3 separate regions of the Sus scrofa genome follow, and all the other regions are linked to region 3. The links are chromatin contacts, called in public Hi-C and HiChIP or PLAC-seq maps. All regions are on one chromosome and are shown on one strand. Each heading gives the region's core, a stretch centred on a gene start, on an enhancer-like site or on the middle of the called end of the contact. The rest is flanking DNA. Distances are from core to core; before and after follow the strand shown.

Region 1 (3,945 bases), core at 475-2,974, 1.2 Mb before region 3:
TCTCGGTCTCTGGGGGCCCAGCTTTGAGACAGACCGCCTGGTCTGAACCCCGGCCCCACCACTTACCAGCTTGGTGGTCTTGAACAAGTTACTTCGCCTTTCTGAGCCTCAGTGTGCCCATCTGTGAAAGAGGGATAGCAATAGCACCGACTTCTCTGCGTTGTAGTGAGGGTGAAATGAGATGGTCCGTGATAAAAGCACTTAACACAGAGCTTGCGCAGAGGAAGCACTCAGTAACCATGTTATTTTCATGCACCATAAAGCAGGACCCCACCTGGTGGAATCGGCATGGTTTAATGCCTCTCTCCCCAGCTTACAGCCTCCTAGGACTGCCACCTTGCTTTTGACTGTGTCACACTGCCCATTTCGGAGCCCTGTTTCAGGGTCCCCTGCTCCTTGGCACCCCTGTCTCTCCTTTGGCTCCAGCCGTCTCCGCTCACTCTCTGGACTCTTTCTGAGTCCCAGCCCACCTTGCTGTCCCCTGGGGTCACTGCATCACCGCCTCCTCCCTTCTGCTTTCCTCCCCTCCCCCTCTCCAGGGCACACCCCCCCTCCCCTGTTCTTTCTACACCCCTTTTCATGGAGATTCTTTCTCTGTGAAGAGGGCTAGTGGGAGGAGGGGGCCGGGAATGAACAAAGGGAGGACTTCCAGATGTAGTTCACAGGGAGAGAGACAGGCAGTAAAAAGTTAAGTGGGATACGCAGATTGAAAGGATGGAGAGGGACTCTCGGAGATGAAGACGGAGGCAGCAGAGAGGAAAGAGCCTGAGACACAAGATACACAGAGACTGAGGCACTTGGGGGCCGAGGAGCAAGAGATACTCAAGGGAGTTTAAGGTCTAAGAGACAAAGGGAACTGTGAGAAACACAAAGAGAGGCCCAGAGAGACTCTGAGACAGACATGAGACGCTGGGAGCCACGACAAGCCATGGAGGGGCTGGGAAGGAAAGAGGGACGGAGAGTGAAATTGACAGGGATGGAGAGAGATGGCTTAAGACACAGGTTCTGAGAGCGGAGTTTCAAGAGGGATGGTGGTTATGCTCCGTCCAGAGTCCAGCCCTTCCTTGAGCCCAGCTCAGGGTCCCCCAAAAGGTATTTGTCAGTTTGTGACTTCCCCAACACCCCACCACCACCCTCCCCACACAGAGTAGAGGCTCCCTGGGAAAAGAGACTCAGTGTCCAGGGCTCCTGGGTCAGAGAGACAAACCCCAAAGCAGGAGCTCTGGTCCCAGGCCTAGGCCCCCTGCATCCCTGCACTTGGTAAAGCTGGGGGAGTGGACCTGGGACTCCAGGGCCCCATCAAACCCAAGATCCAGCCCTCCCCGGGGTTCCCCTACTCACGCTGGAGCCTGCGGCTGGCCGGCTGGGCGCCTGCCTGGCCTCGCTGGTCTCTGCTCTCCTCTTCAAGGCAAGTTCCTGAAAACAGCCGCAGCACCACTTCTCTCCCCAGCCCTGTCGTTAATAGCTCGGCCTCTGACAGGCTCAGGGGCTGTGGATTGCAACACCTGCCCAGCCTCCTTCCCTCCCTTGCATTGTCGATGCTGGCGCGGGCAGCCCCTTCCTCCCAGGAAGGAGCCTGGGAGGGAAGCTGGTGAGGCCCGGGTAGCCTTCCTGCCTTGGGGGTCTCAAAGGGGCTGAGGGATGTGGCAACGTGGTCCCCCTCCTCTGCCTCCGGATTTCCTGACCTCAAAGCTTTGAGGCCAGCAGGGCCCAGGGTCTGACCCGGCTGGGTGCCATCCCCATGACCCCCATTCTAGGGTGGCATCTCTTGGAGACACACCCTGGCTTGAAGGCTCCCTCAGTCCTAAGCCTCTTTTTTTTTTTTTTCCCGCTTTTTAGGGCCGCACCTGCAGCATGTGGAAGTTCCCAGGCTGGGAGTTGAATTAGAGCTACAGCTCCCAGCCTACACCACAGCCACAACGACATGGGATCTGAGTCATGTCTGTGACCTCCACCACAGCTCACAGCAACACTGGATCCTTAACCCACTGAGTGGGACCAGGGATTGAACCTGCATCCTTCTGGGTACTAGTCGGGTTCGTTACCACTGAGCCACCGTGGGAACTCCCTAAGCCTCTTTTTGGCACTGGCCTTGGGGCCCTGATCCTTCCAATATGCAGGGGCGTGGCCTCCAGGTTACAGGGAATTTTGTAGGGCAGACCTTCTTCCATATCCCCACTTCCCTACGTGATCCCCACCGTTGCCCAAAGGCCAGGCAGACAGAAATGCAGACTCAGGACAAGGCAGGGGGTCCCCTGTGAGGCTCCGATCTTCGTAAGCTCCCTGGAAATGAGTAATGTTTATTCCTGGTGATTCTGCTAAACTGAATATGTTCTCATTGAGTGAAATGGACTCCCTTTTATGTCTTTCATGGTCTGTGTCCACGATTCCCCTGCCATTGTTTACAAATAATCTGTGCTTTTTTTTTTTCTGAAGAGGCTTCAGGCTGTTCACCGTTTATTGGATTTATGACCCAAGAAAGGTTAGGTACCAACAGACTAGCAGAGTGTCCATAACATATGATCCTTTTCAGAAAAAGCGGGCTTCTGAGTTTGTTGTGATGGGGCAGACCTGGGCTCCAGTTCTGGTTCCAGTTCGAAATAGCCAACTGGGTGCAGCAACATCCCTCAGGTGTCCCACAGGCCTTGCTCAGCAAATCACATTGACTCTGCTTTTCAAAATAGAACTGGAATCCTGGGTGGACAGGTAGTCGCTGTAAAGTTCAGCTTGGCCATTTGTTTGAGTATTTTCCCGATGAAAAGTTGGAGAATAGAAATATCATGTAACCCTGTTTACCCGCCAGCCCTAAGCCATCCTTTCTCTTACCCGGATCATTGGAATGGCCCCCTCCCTGGTCTCCCACTTTTGTTATCCTCATCCTGTCTATCGTTCCTCCAACGGCCAGTGGGATATTGATCAGACAGAAACCAGTTCATGTCATCATCTGCCCTAAACTCCCCGTGGCTCTCATCTCACTCAGAGTCAAAGTTGAAGCCCTTTCAGTGACCTACAAAGCCCCACTCAAGCCCCATTCCCTTCCTGGCCTCCCTCCCCCTTGCTGCTTGGCTCCAGCCATCTGTTTCCCTCATTATTTCTTGGACTTGTAAGGCCCCCTCCTGCCTCAGGGCCTTTGCACTTGCCATTTCCTCTGCTTGCACTCTTTTCCCCCAAATAACTGCATGGTTCACTCCCTCCCCTTCTTGAGGTTTTTGCCCAGATGTTGCTTTCTCATTGAGGCCTTCTCTGGCCACCCTTAAAAAAAAATTGCAACCACCCTCTACCCAGCTCTCTTTCCCCCATAACCCTTTTCGCTGTGGGACACTGGCTGTCCCTGGCCCCACCTCCCACTTTGAATGGAAGCTCCATGAGGGTGAGGGTTTTAGTCTGTTTTGTTTAAAACTTTATTTCCAGTGTCTTCAACACTCTCTGTCCCCTATCGAGCCCTCAAGACATATATATATGTATATATATATATATATATATATATATATTTTTTTTTTTTTTTTTTTTTTTTTTTTTTTTTTGCTTTTTAAGGCTGCACCCTCAGCATGTGAAGGTTCCCAGGCTAGGGGTCGAATCGGAGCTGCCAGCCTACACCACAGCCACAGCAACACCAGATTTGAGCCACGTCGGTGACCTACACCACAGCTCACAGCAACGCCAGATCCTTAACCCACTGAGCAAGGCCAGGGATTGAACCTGCAACCTCATGATTCCTAGTCAGATTCGTTTCTGCTGCGCCACAACAGGCACTCCTGAAGACCTATTTCTTGGATGAAAGATGCAGTGGATGCATCTTCCTCCCACTTCATCATACTTGTCCCCAAACCCTGTGTACCTTGTCTCGGCAAATTATACCACCATCCCCACTCCCCCAGGTCACTCAACCCAGGGACCCAGGAATCCTTCTTCACACCGCCTCCTCCACACTCCCACAGCCAGCCA
Region 2 (3,943 bases), core at 489-2,988, 1.2 Mb before region 3:
TCTATTGTAGGCATTATGCTAGGTGCTAGAACACAAAGATGAAGAAGACAATCACGTGGGGGAGACAGACACAGATACAGACCGAGTCAGTATAATATGGCCAGTGATCAGGTGGAGAGGGGCATGCATAGGGTGCCTCGGGAGTATGTGCAGGCCCTTTCTCCACGTGGTGATGAGCAGGAGATGATTCTTAAGCTGGATAATGCAGCATGGAAGGGGAATGACTAGCATGGACATGGGAGGTTTGGGGTAGAATGGGAATTACTAGCATGGAAACACGAATGAACATGCTTTTAATGGAGACCCACAAGCAGTTTGGTGTTAAGATACACAGTAGGAGGCAGGCAGTGGTGGAAAGTGGGACAGCAGAGGCGGACAGAGGTCAGATTAGGAAGGGCCCTGAGATGGCCTGCCAAGGACTTGGCCTCCATTCCGACAGCAGTGGAGAGCTGACAAGGAGTTTCAAGGGGCAGGGAGTAAGGACAGATTTGCATTTTAGAAAGCTCACTGGCAGCAGTATACAGAATGAATGAAGGGGGTATGCTACTGGGAGTTCCTTTTATCTCTTTATGCATGGACTTGGACTCCACTGCACAGATACAATAGTGAATATCTGAATATGTATGCTTATCCTATGAATATGTTATGTTTAACATCAATTGAGCATACACAGACTGTTGGGGAGAATAAATGTTTTAATTAGCAGTCATGACAGTTAACTTCACGTCAACCTTTCTTCCTCTACCTTGAAATATACCTCCTTCATACTTAATCCCAGACACTTGGGGAAAGCAGTTGTTGGTTGAGAAGGCGGGGAAAGAGGGAGAGAAAGAGGGTGGCAGAGAGTTGTGGGTGGCCCTTTCGCCAGGGATTAGATGTGGTGTTTACAGGCGAGAGATTTTGCATTTTAGAAACTCTTCTATCATTATTTCCACAACTGCATTCTCTTCAAACAGTTGTGAAGGGAAAAGAAAGACCTATAACTTTCTTATATTTTATTTCTCTATGTTATTTCAGAACCTCACCTTTCTAGAAATAGCTTCTGAACTTAGCAAGACTGGCTTCCAGTTTATGAAGGAGGATACCACACAGGGGAATGGAGACACAGAAGGTTCCCTCGGGGGACAGAGGATGCCTTGACTAGCAGAGTGTGTCGCCAGGTGGAGGGCCGCTGGGACTCCCACATTCGGGAGAGGTCGGTTGTCAAGAGAGATTGTGAAAGCATCTCCAATTTGAGGGGATGGGTAAATGGGGGTCCAGGTACCCTAATAATATCAAATGGGGGTATTACCTTTCTCTGTGGTGAAACGATCTTTTGGGGACTTTGCTCCTCGGGGGCTCCGCCTGGATGGGGCTGTGGGTTGTGAAAGAGGTCCCTGGCTGCTTGCAGGGGTGTTGGTCAGTCTGTAAAGGGGCCTGGCTGCGGAGGTCTGGCTGCGGGGGCCAGGGAGGCTTTGAGGGGCCGGGCTGCGGGGCGTGGGGTGGCTGTGCCGGCGGGGCGCCTCTCACCTTTCCGGGCCTTGTCTCCCGGGATGTTCTGGGCCCGCAGCCTATGGTCCAGGATGTAAAGCATCTCCCCGCCCAAGTTCAAGAAGAGCAGCGGTAGCGTCCGCAAGGACATGGTGCGGAAAGCGAGCGCGGCTGGTACAGAGCCCAGAGGTTCGGAAGCCAGAGGCCTGGAGGCCGCGTAGCTGCGTCCCCGAAGCCTGGTTGCTAGGCAACGCGGTTGGTGGCAAAGAAGACCAATCATCAGGCCTCTTGTTGGGAGGCGCCAGGGGGCGAGCGCGTATTGGGCGGAGCGGCGGAGACGTACAGGGTGGATTGGTCGGGGCAGGAGGTGCGGGCGCTGTGGGACTCGGTCTGGGAACGCAAGGTTTGTTTTTTGCCCGGGATGGGCAGGGACGCGGCTAGGCTGGCGGCCCGGCTCTTTTCACGCGGCCACCCTCACCCTGCGGGGCCACGTGGGCACATGATCCTGAACGAGGAAAACCTACCAAAAACTCCTTTAGAGCAGACTCCGGGTAGACAGACTTGAGTTTGAATCCAGCTCTGCAGTTTCCTAGCTGTGTGACTTGGGGTAGGTATTTTGAACCTGGGCTTCAGTCATAGGGCACATGGAGGGGACAGACCTCCCAGGGTGGAAGAATCAGTGAGATCATGCCAAATGCCACGAAAGTACTCCATAAAATAGTGACTGACTTTTCCTTTAGGTGGGGGAAGGGCCACAAGTCCTCGAATTATTTGCATTTCCTCCCTAAAAGTTACTTAGAGTGAAGCCCCTCCTCGTGAAGCAAACCAGGCCTGTACAAGTCTGCCTCGCTCCGGAGGGCTGGGGGCTCTCCAAAGTCCCCTCACACTATTAGGCAGGCCTGCCACCCCACTTCTCTGCTTTGAGGGCAGTGACCACATACTTCACCCCCATCCTGAGCGCCGGGATCACCTTCTCCTCACCATTTTCTTTTTTTTATTTTTATTTTTTAAGGGCCGCACCCGCGGCATGTGGTGGCTCCCAGGATAGGGGTCCAATATGTGCTGTAGCTGCCAGCCTACGCCACAGCCACAGCAACTCCACGGGAACACCGGATCCTCAACCCACTGAGCGAGGCCAGGGATTGAACCGCAACCTCATGGTTCCTAGTCAGATTTGTTTCTGCTGCTCCACGAGGGGAACTCCCTCATCACCATTTTTTAGTTTGGTGAGCAACCATTTCTGTAAATTTCAATACTTCTAAGACCTAACCACCCTCCCCTCCTGACACTCAGGCGTGAAACCTGAGCCTTGGCTTCCAACTTCCTCCTCTCCCACGAAATTCTCACATTTATCACTGCATTTCTCTCTGTCTGCATTACTATATTTCACCATATAAACGCCATTATTGACTGCTCTTTTTTCTTCTCCACAGGCCTGGCTGGCCAAATTTCTGAACTTTCAGTATGATAAATCCTTTCAGTATGTTAGGCAGATCACTGGCAAAATGCCATTGTAAGGCATTCAAGTCTGTCCACTTTGGCTCTGCCTTTCTAGAGACATCTTCTGCCCTCCCCAAATGCCCCCAGTCCAGCTGAACTCAGCTCATCAGTCATCCCCTCTTCCTCCTAACCATACCCACCGCTGGAAAGTCTTGCCTAAGGCATACCGTGCTCAAGTCCTTCCTGCACCTTCTGGGGTCTGTTTTCCTTCCTTTTCTGAGTTTTAAAAAGAGGAGTCTACACACACAACCTGGATTTCCCTAACATCCTCATTCCCCTACTCACTGTAACTCGATGCAGCTCTCTCCACTTCACTGAAACTGCTTCACCCTAAAGGCTTTTTGGACCTTAACTGACATTTCAGCATTGGATACTATACAGTAATTGACAGCTAGCAGCCTAAGGCTTTCATTTGCCCTTGCCTTGGCCTGTCCACTGTGTTATAAGGGAATATAACTAGGATGGGAAGGTAACAAGCAGCTTAGCATCATGATCTCACACCTGGCCTTCATGCTATCTGCCTGGCTGCCAAAAGAATTTGAGTTTCCTGCAGCATAGACTCTTCCCAGAGTGTCTTGGACTTTTTGCCTGAGGCAGTGTGATATAATAAACACAACATAGGCTGTGGAGTCAAGACAGATGTGGGTTTGATTCCTTGCCTGCCTCTAACCAGCTGTGTGAATTTGGATAAACTGCTTAACCTCTGAGCCTCAGTTCTCTCATGGTAAAATGAGAATTATGCCAACACGGGAGGCAGGGTGGTGGGTAAAGATCACTTCAAAGATTAGATGAGTTAATGTGCGCAAGATAGCACTTCAAACAATGCGTTTCCTGTAGGGCCTGTTCCGTGATCGTGCAAATGTATTCTTTTTTTTGGAGGGGGGGCACACCCGCAGCATATGGAGGTTCCCAGGCTAGGGGTTGAATTGGAGCTGTAGCTGCTGGCCTATGCCAGAGCCACAGCAATGCGGGA
Region 3 (3,466 bases), core at 12-2,511:
ATGAGATTAAGTGAGGTTAAGTCATAGAGGTGCAGAAAAGATTTTACGGATAATGGACGTAAAACCCTCAGCTCTGGCACCCACTAAGTTTATAGTACAGCTCTTTGCTGCTTTTTACCAAAGAAAAACTTACAGAGGAGGGCTAATAAGCTTTCTCCACTGTTTTTCTGTTCTGCTTTGGTAACTTTTACGAAGTCCACCATTGCCACCCCTAGCCTGACAAAAGAAATGTCAGAAAGTGGCTTTTTGACAGAGGTCCCATTGCAACAGATGAAAAGCACGTAAGGTTGACACATCCCCAAATACAAAGCTCTCAAGTAAGGAGAAAAACATCCTTCTAACTGATCCTAGTTTTCTAAACACCTAGCTTTAAAATCTTTCCACCAAGAACAGAGCCACTAAACCTCTTACAGCCTCTCCTCTAGCTTGTCCAGGACAATGTCACCAGCCGCCAGCTGCTTGCGTCTCAGCCGCTCCTGTAAGTCTGGGAAGGCCCGAAGTGCCGGCACATCTTCAAATCGCAGATTTTGTGCGGCCTGCAGCTGCTCTGCCAGGTTACTGAGGGAGGCCAGGAGCGGCGGGCAGTCCTTAAGAACGCTCTGCCACAGGCCTTGCTGCTCCTCCACCACGAGAAAGCACTTCCTTAGGGCCTCCTGCACGGCAAGCAAAGGCCCAACTTGAGTCATCTTCTGTGGGAGGAAAAAAAAAAAAAAGACACAGCCCTAGAGTCCCAAGTCGGTAGGGGAAGTACCAAGTCGGTAGGAGTTATTTCCGTTCTCAAGTGAGGTCCAGCTAACCCAGGGTTTCCTCAGGTAGCTGTCTATCCCTCCCGACGGGAGTTTCTAGAGTGAGGGGTTGTCTTACCTTTACACAGGCTCTCGGAAGGCAGGACCCTTATTTCCCACCTCGGGAAAGATTTCTTGACTATTCCTCGCAGGAGGCTCATCCGGCTTCGGGTAGTTTTCTGTTTCAGACTGTGGGTTTCCCGGGCCGTCTCGAGTTTCCTGAACCCGAACCTTGTCTCCTCTCCATGAAGTTACGGCTCGCCTTCCCTAAACCAGCGGCAAAAGTTAAAGCTAAGGCAGTTAAAGTCTGAGGACCTCTCTAGGCCCTCAAGAGCCTTAGGGACTCTCTTTGCGCATGCCCCAACGTGGCTACAGAGTCGCGAAAATATGCCGTCAAACTGCAATGACTTCTGGGTGCTGTAGTCCTGCGTGTGAATTGACTGGCCGATCGCAGAGCGTCCCTGCGATTGGCTGTTGTGGGACCCTCTAAGACGGCGGCTTCTCATTGGTCAGCTTGTGGCAGTTTGAATTTGGTGGCGGCGGTCGCACGTCCGGTTAGTCCCGGAGCCGCTCCCTCTCAGCTGAAGCAGCCAGGGTTTTCTCAGCCCCTATTACCGGGGCCCACAGGTGAGTGCCTCGCGAATCGTTTATGCTCATGCCGGGAAGGGCAGGGGTCCCCTTCCAACCCCCCTGGGGTGTCCTCCGCCCTCTCCTGCTCCTTCGCGGCCCCCTTTCCCTCCCTTTCTCCGCCGCTGACACCCTTTGGCTTGGCCCCTCTCTCCCCGCAGTCTCCAGCGAAGTGCCATGGCTCCGGCTAGGAAAGGCGGCAGTCGGGTGGCCAAGAACAACTCGCTACGGAGCCGAAAGCTCGCTTCCTTTCTTAAAGACTTCGACCGTGAAGGTAAGGGGCGGAGCCCGGGAGGTCGCTGGCATCTGGGACAATCGCGGGGTGCTGGCGGGTTGGGGCGCAGGCCGCACGGATTCCAGGCCCCGTTTGCCCACTGGTGACCCACGTCTTGTCCGCTCTGCCCTCTTGCAGTGCAAATACGATCCAAGCAAATTCAGTCAGACAGGCAGAACCTCCTCAAGGAGATGGATAACCTGTACAACATCGAGATCCTGCGACTCCCCAAGGCACTGCGCGAGATGAACTGGCTCGAGTACTTCGGTAAGAGCTGCTAGAGTTTCCCCAGGCCTCGACCTGGAGCCCTTCTGTGGTTCCAATGACAGCCTTCATCTTCATCCTGAAGTCGTCCAAGATCCCTGTAGGAAACTGCAACCTTACCCATCCCCACTCTGTCTCACTGCCTTGCTTTATTTTTCTCCTTTGCTTTTAACCTCATCTACTTGTGCAGGTAGGCAAACAAACATTTTCTCTACAGAATCGGGTAGTAAATATTTTAGGCTTTATGGGCCAAATGGTTCTCATTGAAAACTACTCATCTCTGCTGTGATAGTTCCGAAACAGCTGTAATGAATGGGCACAGCTGTATTCCAATAAACATGTATTTATGGACATACTAAAATGTGGATTCACATTATAAGATTTTTTTTTTTTGATCCAACCATTTAAAAACAAACAAATGAATAACTTGGTCTGTTACCAGAGCTCAGGTGGAAGGATAACCCCAAGCAGGTCCTTCTGCTTATGGAAATTGCCAGTTTTAAAATGGGCAGATCAGGGAGTTCCCACTGTGGCTCAGTGGTAACGAATCTGACTAGTATCCATGAGGATGCAGTTTGGATCCCTGGCCCCACTCAGTGGGTTAAGGATTGGTGTTGCCATGAGCTGTGGTGTAGGTTGAAGACAGGACTCAGATCCTGCATGGCTATGGCTGTGGCGTAGGCCAGCAGCTGCAGCTCCAAATCGATTTCTAGCCTGGGAACTTCCATATGCCATGGGTGCAGCCCTAAAAGAGGCAACAAAATAAATGAATAAATCAAATGGGCAAATCAAATGGTGAAGTGCAAGCACACAAGAGTTTTCCTGGCCAGAGAAAAATCCCAGCCTGTTCCCCACCCCCTTGTTAAATGTCCAAGGAAATGCAAGAGGCTGTCATTTCTGACGGCTTACCCTTACTTGTGCTATTTTTCTTATTGTTGATCGTTCAGTATGCAACCTCCTTCCTGAAGAGAAATGCATGTTCTGCTCACATAGTAGACATTTAATGATCCTTTTGACTTGCCCTTTTATTTATTAATCTATCTGTGCATTGCTACAAATATTCATTGAGCAGGTGTTTGTCACGATGCTAAAGATACACTGGGAAATAAAACAGGCATTGTCCTTACCCCCAGGAATTTACAGGTTAGGTTTTTTTTCTGCTCTCGCAGCATGTGGAAGTTCCTGGGTCAGGGATCAAACTCACACCACAGTTGTGACCTGCACGCCACAGCTGCAGCAGCACTGTATCCTTAACCTGCTGCGCCATAAGGGGACTTCCAAGAAGGATCATTTTAAAAATTGAAAATGATTATATAATTAAAATTAAAAGTACTACAAAAGAGAATAGAATAGTGGTTAGTGAGCACATTTAGAGAGTGCTTCCTATGCCAAGCAGGCGTTGTGCCAAGCGTTTTCCAAATATGAACTGATTTCATCCTCATAACAACCATATTAATTAGTAATATTATCTCTGTTTTATAGATGACAAGACTAAGGCACAGAGATTGGTTGCACT

What was found. Hi-C and Micro-C count contacts between places; a contact is called where the count stands out from the background. HiChIP or PLAC-seq counts read pairs in DNA pulled down with a chosen protein or histone mark.
Region 1: an H3K27ac HiChIP or PLAC-seq map of alveolar macrophages shows a contact between it and region 3. The contact joins the promoter of CSF3R here to the promoter of CDCA8 in region 3. A contact is called at or near these places in 1 of 5 promoter capture datasets (fetal skeletal muscle) and 1 of 2 datasets of contacts at active chromatin or transcription factors (alveolar macrophages).
Region 2: a Hi-C map of embryonic fibroblasts shows a contact between it and region 3, with 2.3 times the contacts expected there. The contact joins the promoter of OSCP1 here to the promoter of CDCA8 in region 3. A contact is called at or near these places in 2 of 47 Hi-C or Micro-C datasets (embryonic fibroblasts and heart right ventricle).

What each region holds. Positions count from the first base shown.
Region 1 is chr6:92,564,073-92,568,017 of Sscrofa11.1, forward strand. CSF3R (granulocyte colony-stimulating factor receptor) reads right to left here and starts at 1,725. Exons shown (of 17, transcript XM_021095950.1): 1 at 1,342-1,725; 2 at 67-121. The region is part of intron 1 of LOC102167570 (a long non-coding RNA gene); the gene reads left to right.
Region 2 is chr6:92,535,788-92,539,730 of Sscrofa11.1, forward strand. OSCP1 (protein OSCP1) reads right to left here and starts at 1,739. Exons shown (of 11, transcript XM_021095954.1): 1 at 1,510-1,739. The coding sequence starts at 1,621.
Region 3 is chr6:93,749,433-93,752,898 of Sscrofa11.1, forward strand. It overlaps CDCA8 (borealin), which reads left to right and starts at 1,262. Exons shown (of 11, transcript XM_021095971.1): 1 at 1,262-1,412; 2 at 1,574-1,686; 3 at 1,825-1,953. The coding sequence starts at 1,590. It overlaps C6H1orf109, which reads right to left and starts at 1,164. Exons shown (of 5, transcript XM_021095972.1): 1 at 865-1,164; 2 at 412-689. The coding sequence starts at 686.